2 separate regions of the Gossypium hirsutum genome follow, and region 1 is linked to region 2. Evidence: chromatin contacts called from public Hi-C data. All regions are on one chromosome and are shown on one strand. The core of a region is the stretch at or near the end of the contact, and the rest is flanking DNA. Distances in the headings are between cores, read along the strand shown. Region 1 holds the start of LOC107951418. Region 2 holds the start of LOC107951424 (growth-regulating factor 1).

Region 1 (5,508 bases), core at 1,815-4,314, 620 kb before region 2:
CTAGCCGGTAAAGAATCCTTCATCCCATACTTAGACCTGAGAACATGAACCCAGAAAGCTTCATCATTTGAAGCCAATTCAAAACCAAGTTTAAGCAAGAAAGCGATGTTCTGGTCTCGTAACTGTCTCATGCCAAGACCTCCAAACCACTTGGGTTGGCATATAGAGTCCCAACCAACTAAAAACATCTTTTTCTTGCCGTCAGAGGTCCCCCAAATAAAACGCCTCACCAGGCATTCAATCTCCTCTCAAATCTGCCTAGGGATCATCATAGATTGCATGAAATAATTGGGAATCGCTAGAAGAACCAACTACGCTAGAGTAACTCGGCCTGCAAAAGAAAGTTGACGAGTATCCCAACTTTGAAGCTTCTTATAGACTTTCTCAATCACAAAATGAGGAGTAATATTGGTGACTCTCTTATGGAAAAGAGGGACTCTGAGATACCGTCCAAGATCATCCACCTTTTGAAAACTAAGAAGATTACTTAGCCGATCAGCCATGATCTCCTCAACACCTTTGGAGAAGAAAATATTAGTTTTCCTAGGATTAACCTTATGTCCTGAGAGCTCATAAAAATCATTCAGAATTTCTTTTAAAATCCTTCCATGTTGTTCATCTGCTCTACAAAAAATCACAAGATCATCAGTGAAAAAGAGGTGTGAAAGAGCCAGCCTCGAGCATGACAACCGTATAGGTTTCCAAATCCCTTTAGACAAAGCCGACCTAATAGAATGTCCTAACCATTCCATACAAAGTGCAAAAAGGTAAGGAGAAAGATGACAACCTCGCCTAATTCCCCTAATAGGTCTAAATTTGGTTGTAGGAACTCCATTCCACAAAACCTACATGGTAAAGTTAGAAATAGCAGAGATAATAACATTTGTGAGATAACTAGGGATACCTGCCGCTTGAAAAGAAGCATCAATAAAATCCCATCACACTCGGTCATATGCTTTTTTCAAATAAATTTTTATCGCCATCCACTTTTGACTCTTGCAGCTCTTTCATTGAATGGATCACCTCTTGTGAAATAACAATATTATTGGTAATATTACGTTCGATAATAAACCCTGCCTGTTCCTGCGCAATAATTTTAGGGAATATAATCTTAAAGCGGTTAGCTATTACCTTCATCACCAACTTGTAGAGGACGGAGCAAAGACTTATAGGGCGGAACTGAGCAAGACTCCTCAGGATTCTAAATCTTAGGAATAAGGACAATCAAGGTATTATTAAGCCCAAAATTAATATCCCTACCGTTGAAGACCATTTTCACCCAGCCACAAACAGCTGGACCTACCGTATCCCACTGTTTCTGAAAGAAGATAGCATGAAAATCGTCGCTACCCGGAGCTTTTAAGGGAGCCATATCAAACATAGCTCTCTTAATTTCCTCATTAGTGACCACTCTTCCTAAAAAATCACTATCGGTAGAAGCAAATTGGGGAAACCTGTTAGGAGGCAAGGATCACATGGGACCAGGGTCATCTCCGTATAATTTCTGGAAAAAAATTAGAAGCTTCCAATTCGATAGCCTTAGGATCAAATACCCAATCACTAAGAGAGTTACAAATGGCAGAAATACGGTTATTTTTTCGCCTCTGCAAAGTGCGAGCATGAAAAAGCTTAGTGTTTCTATCCCCCAGATGAAGCTAGTCACACTGAGCCTTTTGTTTCCAGAGAAGTTCCTCATGATGTAACACATTTTCCTACTCATTTCTTATCTTTATTTCAACAAGAGCTAAATGAGTGGAACCTAAAAGGTTCATTTTCCTCTGAACGGTTGACAACTTATGAATTAGGTTTCTCCTACGAGTAGTGATATGGTCGTAAATGGTCTTATTCCACTCTTTGAGATTCGCAGTAAATTTATTTAAAGAAGCAGACATGTTCCCTTGAAAGACCCACTGATGTCTCACAAGATTTCCAAAATCAGAGTGTTCAACCCATCCTGCTAAGAACCTAAAAGGTCTTCCCCTAGGCAAGGCAAAATCAAAATTAAAGTTGAAGAGAAAAGAACGGTTGTCAGATTTAATTCTTGGAAGATGAGTAACTAAGCTGTTTGGAAAATAGTTTACCCAAGCCTCATTACCTAAAGCATGATCCAATCTTTCAAACAGATGACCCCTGTAGCAAGTAAAAGGAGGTCCCTTAAACCCCAAATCATGAAGGTTAGACAAGTCTACAAAATTACCAAAACGGGGACACCTCTTTCCATTCGAAAGGCCACCCTTTTTCTCATCAGAGGAAAGAATAGCATTGAAATCTCCAATCACCATCCAAGGAGTTTGCCCAACAGGTATAGTAGCTCTCAATTCATGCCAAAGGTCTTTTCGCTTCTGACGATTAGGACTCCCGTAAACGAACCCGATCAATATTGGAATTGACGAAGAATTATGCCAAACCTGAGTAATAATGAATTGGGGATGATTTTGTAGAATCTTCACTTTAACAGACTTGTTCCAACCAATACAAATGCCCCTAGCATAACCAATAGCCTCCACACGATGTAAAAATTGAAATCCCAATTTTGCAATAATTCTATCTGCCTTGGATCCACTAACTCTATTTTCCAACAAGCTAATAATATCGGGTCTATGCTCCATATTATACTCTCAAAAAATATGAGAAAATTTGGCATTGGCGCATCCCTGACAATTTCAAGAAAAAATTGAGAGATTCATAATTAATAGAAAATAGTAAAGAAATCATACCATTAATGCCCGGAATCGTTCAATCCACTAGATTCAGGATCAGCACGTACTCCCATTTCAGCTTCCTTTGAAAGGTCAGAGGAAATAAGCTTCGCCACCTCTTTCATAGAATCAGCTAAAGAAACCCGTAAGTTTGCAGAAGCTTTAAATTGATTCCCACCTCCTTTTAAATCATTACTTTTTTTGCGCGTTCCTCTAGTAATGCCAAATTTCTCATTACTTTTTCGATCCTTATTTTCCGTTTTACTTGTACTTATATGCTCAAAAATACGACATTTAGACTGATCAAATGAATTAAAAAAATTTTAAAAGTGACAGCAGAGTGTTTCTCGTGGTCTAAAATATTATCAGTCAGCTGAACATCAACTTTTACTGGGCTTTCAAAGGCCGGGTTGAAATGTGCCTTAATATCACCCGACTTACTAGCTTGTAATTTTGGGTTATAATGGTTTTCAAAGTTACCTGCATTCAACAAAATAGACCCAAATTCTTGGTTAGTCGAAATTAAATTAAGATTTGGAAAAACCTGGGGATTCTCGACATTGGTCCATGTAGGAGAGGCCTGCTGGTCACTAACGGGCCTGGAAAGAGACAACGGCCTGATTGGCTTTTACACCGCTCTAAAAGCGTGATTACCCGTGGTCTCCATATTCGTAGGAACATTGGATACAGAGGGAGTTGCTTTAGTTTGACACGCCTGCTGACGTGATCCATTTATGTTTTCTTTAGATGACGGCCCAACCAGAAACCCATTCGGCCTGCTATCAATCAATATCTTTTTTCCCTAGGCTTTTCAGCCTTATTCTGTCATTACCATGGCCTGAATGAACTCCCCCCCAATGCGCTTAGTTTCTGAAATATTTATGTTCTTTTGGGCTTTCGAATCCAGACCCAGGTCACAAGTCCTCTTTTGGGCATCTGAACCAATGCCCGAATTTTTAACAGTTTTAATATGCAGAGGTAGCAAAGATTTAATAAAATCTTCTCCCCTAGAATCAAGGGTGGTCAAATCAGGTTCCACCACTTGAAGATTTAATTATTTTAAATCTGCCTTTATCGTTTCCTCTTCACCGCCCGTCTTCTTGCCTTCAATGGTAAAGACATTAAATCTAGAGCCTAACCTTCCTTTTCCAGCAGCCATACCACTAGAATCACAAGAATCCCCCGATCTTCATCGGGATTTACGCTCTACCAACATCCAAGGTCTGAAAGTTGGTTCAGAGACCTTTCCTGGATCGTTGTTGTTACTGTTAGAACCGTCGTCGACCACCACTTTGTCACTATCTTTGCCCAATATTTCTTTCGACAAGGAACACAACTCCCTCACATGCCCGTATTTTCCACAGGTAAAACAGATCGTTGGTAAGGCTTCATATTCCACCTGTTGTATTTCACCATTGACACAGATTTGAGAGATGAGAGGCTTATCCAGGTTGATAAACAGAGCCATTCTAGTGAATTTGCCCCTAGTTCTATTATCGGTCTTAAAGTCAAACTTTACAACCTTACTGATCATGCTTCCAATTGCCCCGAGAATCTTCCTTTTGTACATAAACCCCAGTAATCCGGGTAGCCTGATCCATGCCATAACTACACTTGGGTATGGTTGAAGGGGAGAGAACTCTTTTGTCCATGGTTGAACTGTCAAATATTTGCCCAAAAATTATCCATGGTCCCTGTGTAAGAACTTTGTCATAATCCTCTTAGTTTTGGAATTTAGCCAAAAAATACCCATTCTTAATATCCACTAATTGGAATAATTGTATAGGCTTCCACAGGCTACTAATTCGATTAAAAAGAACACCATAACTGATATTTCGGCAAAGTAGTTTTAAAAATACTATCATCTCCATCTCCTTATACAAGATTTCTTTGACTCGATCAAAGAACTCAATTGCCGGAATTCCATTAACAGTGGACCTTATGATATCATCGTCTAACAAAATAAAATATTCATCACTTCCCTCCTCAAATCTCACAACTTTCTGACTAGTCCCAGACGAACCAGTCCCAAAAAGTTTGTCTGTCCATGATGTTGCCGCATTCAAAGGTGGACCAAAGTCCACAGCCATATCCACAGAAGCCCCATCGAAAACATATTTAAACCTAACTTTCTTGGTATTGCGATCCTCAGATAGCCACGAATCATCATCACTGTCAATTACTTTCAGAGAGTTTTCCATTCGACGTGAAATATTTGAAAATTTTACTACCATTGAGGATTTAGTTTAGTTAGTACGATCGTTATTGCAATAATTAAAAGAATATATATGATTTTGAACGTGTTTAAAAAAAGGTTGAGATTATAAGAAAAGTGAGTATTGTATAAGAAAAAGGGCAAAATTAACGGTAAATGCCACTTTTTTTATATAAAAATTAGCAATTAAGTTTTTTTACATTATTTTAAAAAATAGATTATTATTATTATACTCACATGAAAAAAACGCGTTCAGAAAGAGACATTTTTAAAAAAATGCTTTATACTAAACACTTTTTTTTTTTGAATGGTTAAATGGTTGCTTCTTCTACTCATATGGTTTAGTTTGATTCCTCTCTTATGTTTATTTTTTATTAATGCATATTGTTTCAAACTTTTTTTTTATTTTTAATTTATATTTTTAATTAATAAACATTTTATTTTCAAATTTTTAAATAAAAAACATGTTTTTAAGGTTTTTATTTAATTTTTAATTTATGTTTTTAATTAATAATTTCTTTATTTATACAGGCAAAATAATAAATATGTAATTATATAATGAAAATATACTTTTTGATATAAATCATTATGTTA
Region 2 (4,798 bases), core at 1,988-4,487:
TATAACCTTTGTCCACAGCAGTGACTTAACAACGGCCATGCTCAACAATAAAACCAAATCAAATTTTTTGTTCAACTTTAAACAACTACCATCGCCCAATTACTTGGATATATTTGATATAATGGCGGCACAAACCCTGGATAAAAAAAAAGAAGGTATTTTAGGGTTTAACATCATAATTAAGCTTTCATAACTAATTCTTCATGCTTGCCGGAACGTACATAAAATTCATGCTTCTCTTCTTCTTCTTCAGGACTTGCCTCGGAGGATGAAGTGGTTACAAAGCTGGCAAAGAGGAAGAATGAACAATGGTTGAACCAAGGAGATCATTCTTGTTATTCTCTGCTCTTGGACTGCTTCCAGCACTGCTATTCGAATGCCAACCAAACATGGTCTTTTGTAAGACCCCTGTAGGAGACAATCCGAGCCGAGGGCTATGATCACACTTCTCTGTCATAAGGTTAAGTGCCGATGAGTTCTTGCACTCTGCGCTGCTGCTGTTATTGCTGTGCAATACCTCACCCAGAGGACCGCCCATGGAAGTCTCCCTAGAGATGGGGATCCAATTCGCTTGCCTCCAGTTTGTTTCATTACCAACACTGCCTACTCCCAATCCCATCTGTATAGGGTCAAGTTCTCGCGATAATTGCAGAGGTGAATGAGTTACATCTTCATTGTTGGGTGACGAAGTAGAGGACATGAAATCCGAGAGCGCCATCGGCATTGAAATGGAAAGCTGAGTCCGGTCTGATTGAACATCAGCTTCAGGCAAGAAAATGGAAGAGCAGTCGGACTGGGTTTTAGGCCAGCCATCAAAGAACTGGCGAACTGATCGATGTGATTCGGTTTCTTGACTATCAAGATCTTGAGAACAGCCAAAATTAATGCACTTAATGAGGGAATAGCTTTTGTGGGAAGGGTTAAGGAGTGACTCAGAAGAAACAACTCCAAACTCATTCCCAGGAGCAGTATCATGCATTCTTTCACCAATGCTTTCTTTATTCAGAAGCCACCTGCAGAAAGTAACCAATAGATTTTGAATCCATCAATGGCTAGTTCGTCAAATACCGATATATGTTAATTACAAGTATGCTGGGAGGATTATCGTATCACCTGTTTAGTGGACCAGAGTGCGAAAGATTAGATTCACCAGCAGTCTGCTGCTCTGCAATGGTGAGGCTGTTGGACTCACCGTTTCCACCGTTTGGCCCTACCACTGATGCTGAAGAGAACGAGACAGAATGCATCAGCTTGGTGGTAGTAGTGGTGGTGGATGCGGTGGAACGTCCGGATTGACCTTCCACAGGCTTTCTTGAACGATGGCGGCCCCTGTTCATATGCCGCTCACAATACTTCTGGTCGGCAACCGCATCTCTTGAGCACCGCCATTTCTTTCCATCTGTTCTACGACACCGTCCTGGCTCCGGATCAGTGTTGTTTGAGAACCCAAGATGGAAAGCTCCCCATCCCACTGCTGGAAAACACCCCAAGAACAAATAAATGGAACACCCTTGTGAACAAAACAGATTAACAAACAAAAAAAAATGCACTACAACTAACAAACAGAAGAAAATGTACTTAGTTAAATCTGCGTTTGGATACAAATTACATGAACAGTTAAAAAACAAAGGAAAAAGTTTTGATTTTCTTACTTCTCCAAGAGACAGGAACTTACATGTATTGGGTCTGAGGAGTCCACCAGAAAAGCTAGAGAAACCAGCAGAATCAAGGGCTTTTCTTATAGGAATGAGAAGAGTTGATGGTATTGGCACATTTGCAGTCATGTATTTATAGATCAAAGCCTGATGTTCTAGCTCCATCCATTGAGATGAAGTGAATGGTCCACCATTCATATTTGCACCATTAAATCCTCCAGTATTGTAGCCTGAAACAAAAAGACTGCACCATCAAAAAAAGACGGAACAAAAAGAAAACATATGAAGACAGAAAAGCCAAAAACTTTCAAGGCTATCAAAGCAGCATAGTGGAAATGAAAAAGTTTTTAGATTTTCCTCTTAAGAGAAAAAAGGGAAAAAGGGACTGTTTAGAAAGTGGTGAAGGCAAGTTAATCCAGAAATCATAAACTAGTCTGCAACATTTGAGTGATGGATTTGTGGCCTTTGAAACAAGAAGCAAACATTACATAAAAGGAAGATGGGGGAAAAGGTAAAGATAACAAAAAGGAAACATAAGAATAACCCCAAAACAATCAAAAGATGGACCATTTGATTCTCTCACTCTCCACTATTATTCTTTCCTTCTTGCACAAATGTTCTTCTTTCCTTCCCTTGCTCATTGTTTGGATTATTACCAAAAATATTTTTCACCCCTAAATCAGGAAGATGATTGACAAGACTCTAAAACACAACACCACTCTTAGATTTCCATGAAAAGAACCTTCACCAGAAACTCAAATCAGAAAACCAAAAACAAAACATGTCTGATCCTTGGTTGCAACTCACAAGCATGCTGTATTTCATTTCCACAAATGTTGTTGAATAGATCATTAACAATTATATATACCTGTATTTCTAGTACATGCTGGTGATGTGAGATGAAAGTAAGGGAATATGACATTTTGGGAACTCCTCCCCATTGAAAGAGCTTCTAATTTGGGAGCAGAAAAGCTCAGCATTTGCTGCTGTTGTTGTCCATCAAAGAAGATAGAGGTATTAGATCGAAATAAAGTATTTCTGTGTTGGGACAGCACTGCCTTGGAGGCTGAAATATCATCAAATTTGGCCAGCTTTGAACTCCTCCAGTCATCTTCATTACTGCCAGATCTCTTTTGCTTGAGAAACGCAGATCCATACAACTTCTGCTTTGTCTCAGATTCTGAAGCAACCAAAGTAAAACCAGTACTAGTCTCTGAACCCACAATACCCTCCAAACCCACCACCCCAAAATCCATATAGAAACCCCCCCCCAAACCCCCCTACTTACAAAAGCACTAGACTCGAGAAATGAACCATTGGGTTATTGCAAGAACTAAAAACAAAAGCTTCATGGTTTAAGCTTCGTCTCAAGAATCAAACCAGACTATTCTTTTTCAAAAGATTTGATGTTTAGAGAGAAAAATAAATAAATAGAAACAGTGAGAGCTTGTCTTAAATACCACACTCTCTGTATATATACATACAAAGATGGATATATAGTATATAGAGATTAGGAATATATAGGAGCTGCTGCTGCCATTGTTTAAGTAACGAAAAGTTTTATCCAATATTTAAGCCTTGAGTTGATACAACATAGATCACTCTAACACGTTAAGTAAGCCCTTTCACATAATAATTTTCTTCTGTTGGGAGTATTAGAATTACAGAAAACTCCTTCGAGAGTTGGATAATTTACTCTAAACAAAATGTTCTTTGTCAGATACATGGAGGATTTATTTGTCTTTAACGTGCAAACTTCAGCACTTTTTAACTTTTCTCGGTTCACCTTTTAAGAAATCTTTTTGGGTTTTGAGTTTTATATGTAGAATGGAAATAAAAAATTTGGGGTTACCAAAAAATAATAATATAAAATTAGGTTGAATATTACTAATTTATTGCATATTTCAATATATTATATATTAGGAATCAATTTCAAACTTAAACAATTCTTTCCTTTTTATCTATCTTGATAAAAGAAAAAGGGGAAAACATAATTTATGCATTTAAATACCATATTAATTATGTATAATATATTTGACTATAAACTTCTAAATATTTAATTACGATTTTGTTTCTTTTATCAATTATTTAAATATGTTTTTATTTATTTGCATTTTTTATACTTTGTATATTTAATTATATTATTTTTAATATTTTATTCTTATGAGTATTATAGTAATTTGTTATAAATATAAGTTTAATAATTATTGTTCGACATTATTTTAATTCTATTCTTCTAAGAAAATTAGAAATCCTATCCGAAAATCACATATTTAAAATAATTGTGTATCTAAAAATAACATACAATGAATAATGAAATGTATGGTTTGAAATTAATTAATTGTAATAATATATGAGAAATGTACAAGGTTAAAATAAAAAAAAGATTAAATTGTAAGTAAAATAAAATTTAAACACATAAATATATCAAATAAACAATACTAGTTGCACTACAATTATTTATAATGATTTTGTCAACAATTATGAGTTAATATCAAGTTGACTTGTGACACCAACTAAATTAACAATATTATCGATATATACAACTAATGGAGATTATGTTAAATATATATACATATAATATATACATTAAAATAAAACTTTGATTGAATAGTAAATTTAAGGTTTATTAATTCAATTGTCGAAGGTTTAAATAATATTTTAATTAGTTTTTGTTAAAATGAAATGAAAACACAAAAATGTCTTCAAATAGTATAACCTATTTTGATTATGAAAAGACATTTATGTAATTTTCTAATTGAGTTAACGACTTGATTAGAAGTGACACCAACTCAGTAAAATACTTAATAAATAGTATAGATATTATTATAATATTATCTATTAATTAATTATATATATTTAATGTGACTATTTTCATAATTTAAATTCAAACACTGTTTATATTATTTTAATATTATTATATCAATTGAGTCTTAATTCAATTGTAATAATATTATTAACAATGAAAGGAGATGTACCAACCTATTAGTATTTTTAAATATTCTTGTCTTGCAACTAAACAAAACTTAATTTGTTGCCTTGCCTTGAAAAGTCTGCTAGTTAACGGTTTCTTTTTATCAATAATATATTTTTATTCTTATCTCAAAGTTAAGCTTAAAAGAAGACCAAGGGAAGTGGTGAGC

What was found. A called contact is a pair of places that touch in the nucleus more often than the background predicts.
Region 1: a contact with region 2 is called in a Hi-C map of leaf, with 2.5 times the contacts expected there. The contact joins the promoter of LOC107951418 here to the promoter of LOC107951424 in region 2. A contact is called at or near these places in 4 of 34 Hi-C or Micro-C datasets (hypocotyl and leaf).

What each region holds. Positions count from the first base shown.
Region 1 is chrA02:20,780,075-20,785,582 of Gossypium_hirsutum_v2.1, reverse strand. It overlaps LOC107951418, which reads right to left and starts at 3,064. Exons shown (of 2, transcript XM_041087224.1): 1 at 2,096-3,064; 2 at 1-1,980. The coding sequence starts at 2,609. The coding sequence ends at 1,958.
Region 2 is chrA02:20,156,721-20,161,518 of Gossypium_hirsutum_v2.1, reverse strand. LOC107951424 (growth-regulating factor 1) reads right to left here and starts at 3,237. Exons shown (of 5, transcript XR_005906305.1): 1 at 2,524-3,237; 2 at 1,676-1,885; 3 at 1,114-1,474; 4 at 222-1,013; 5 at 1-136.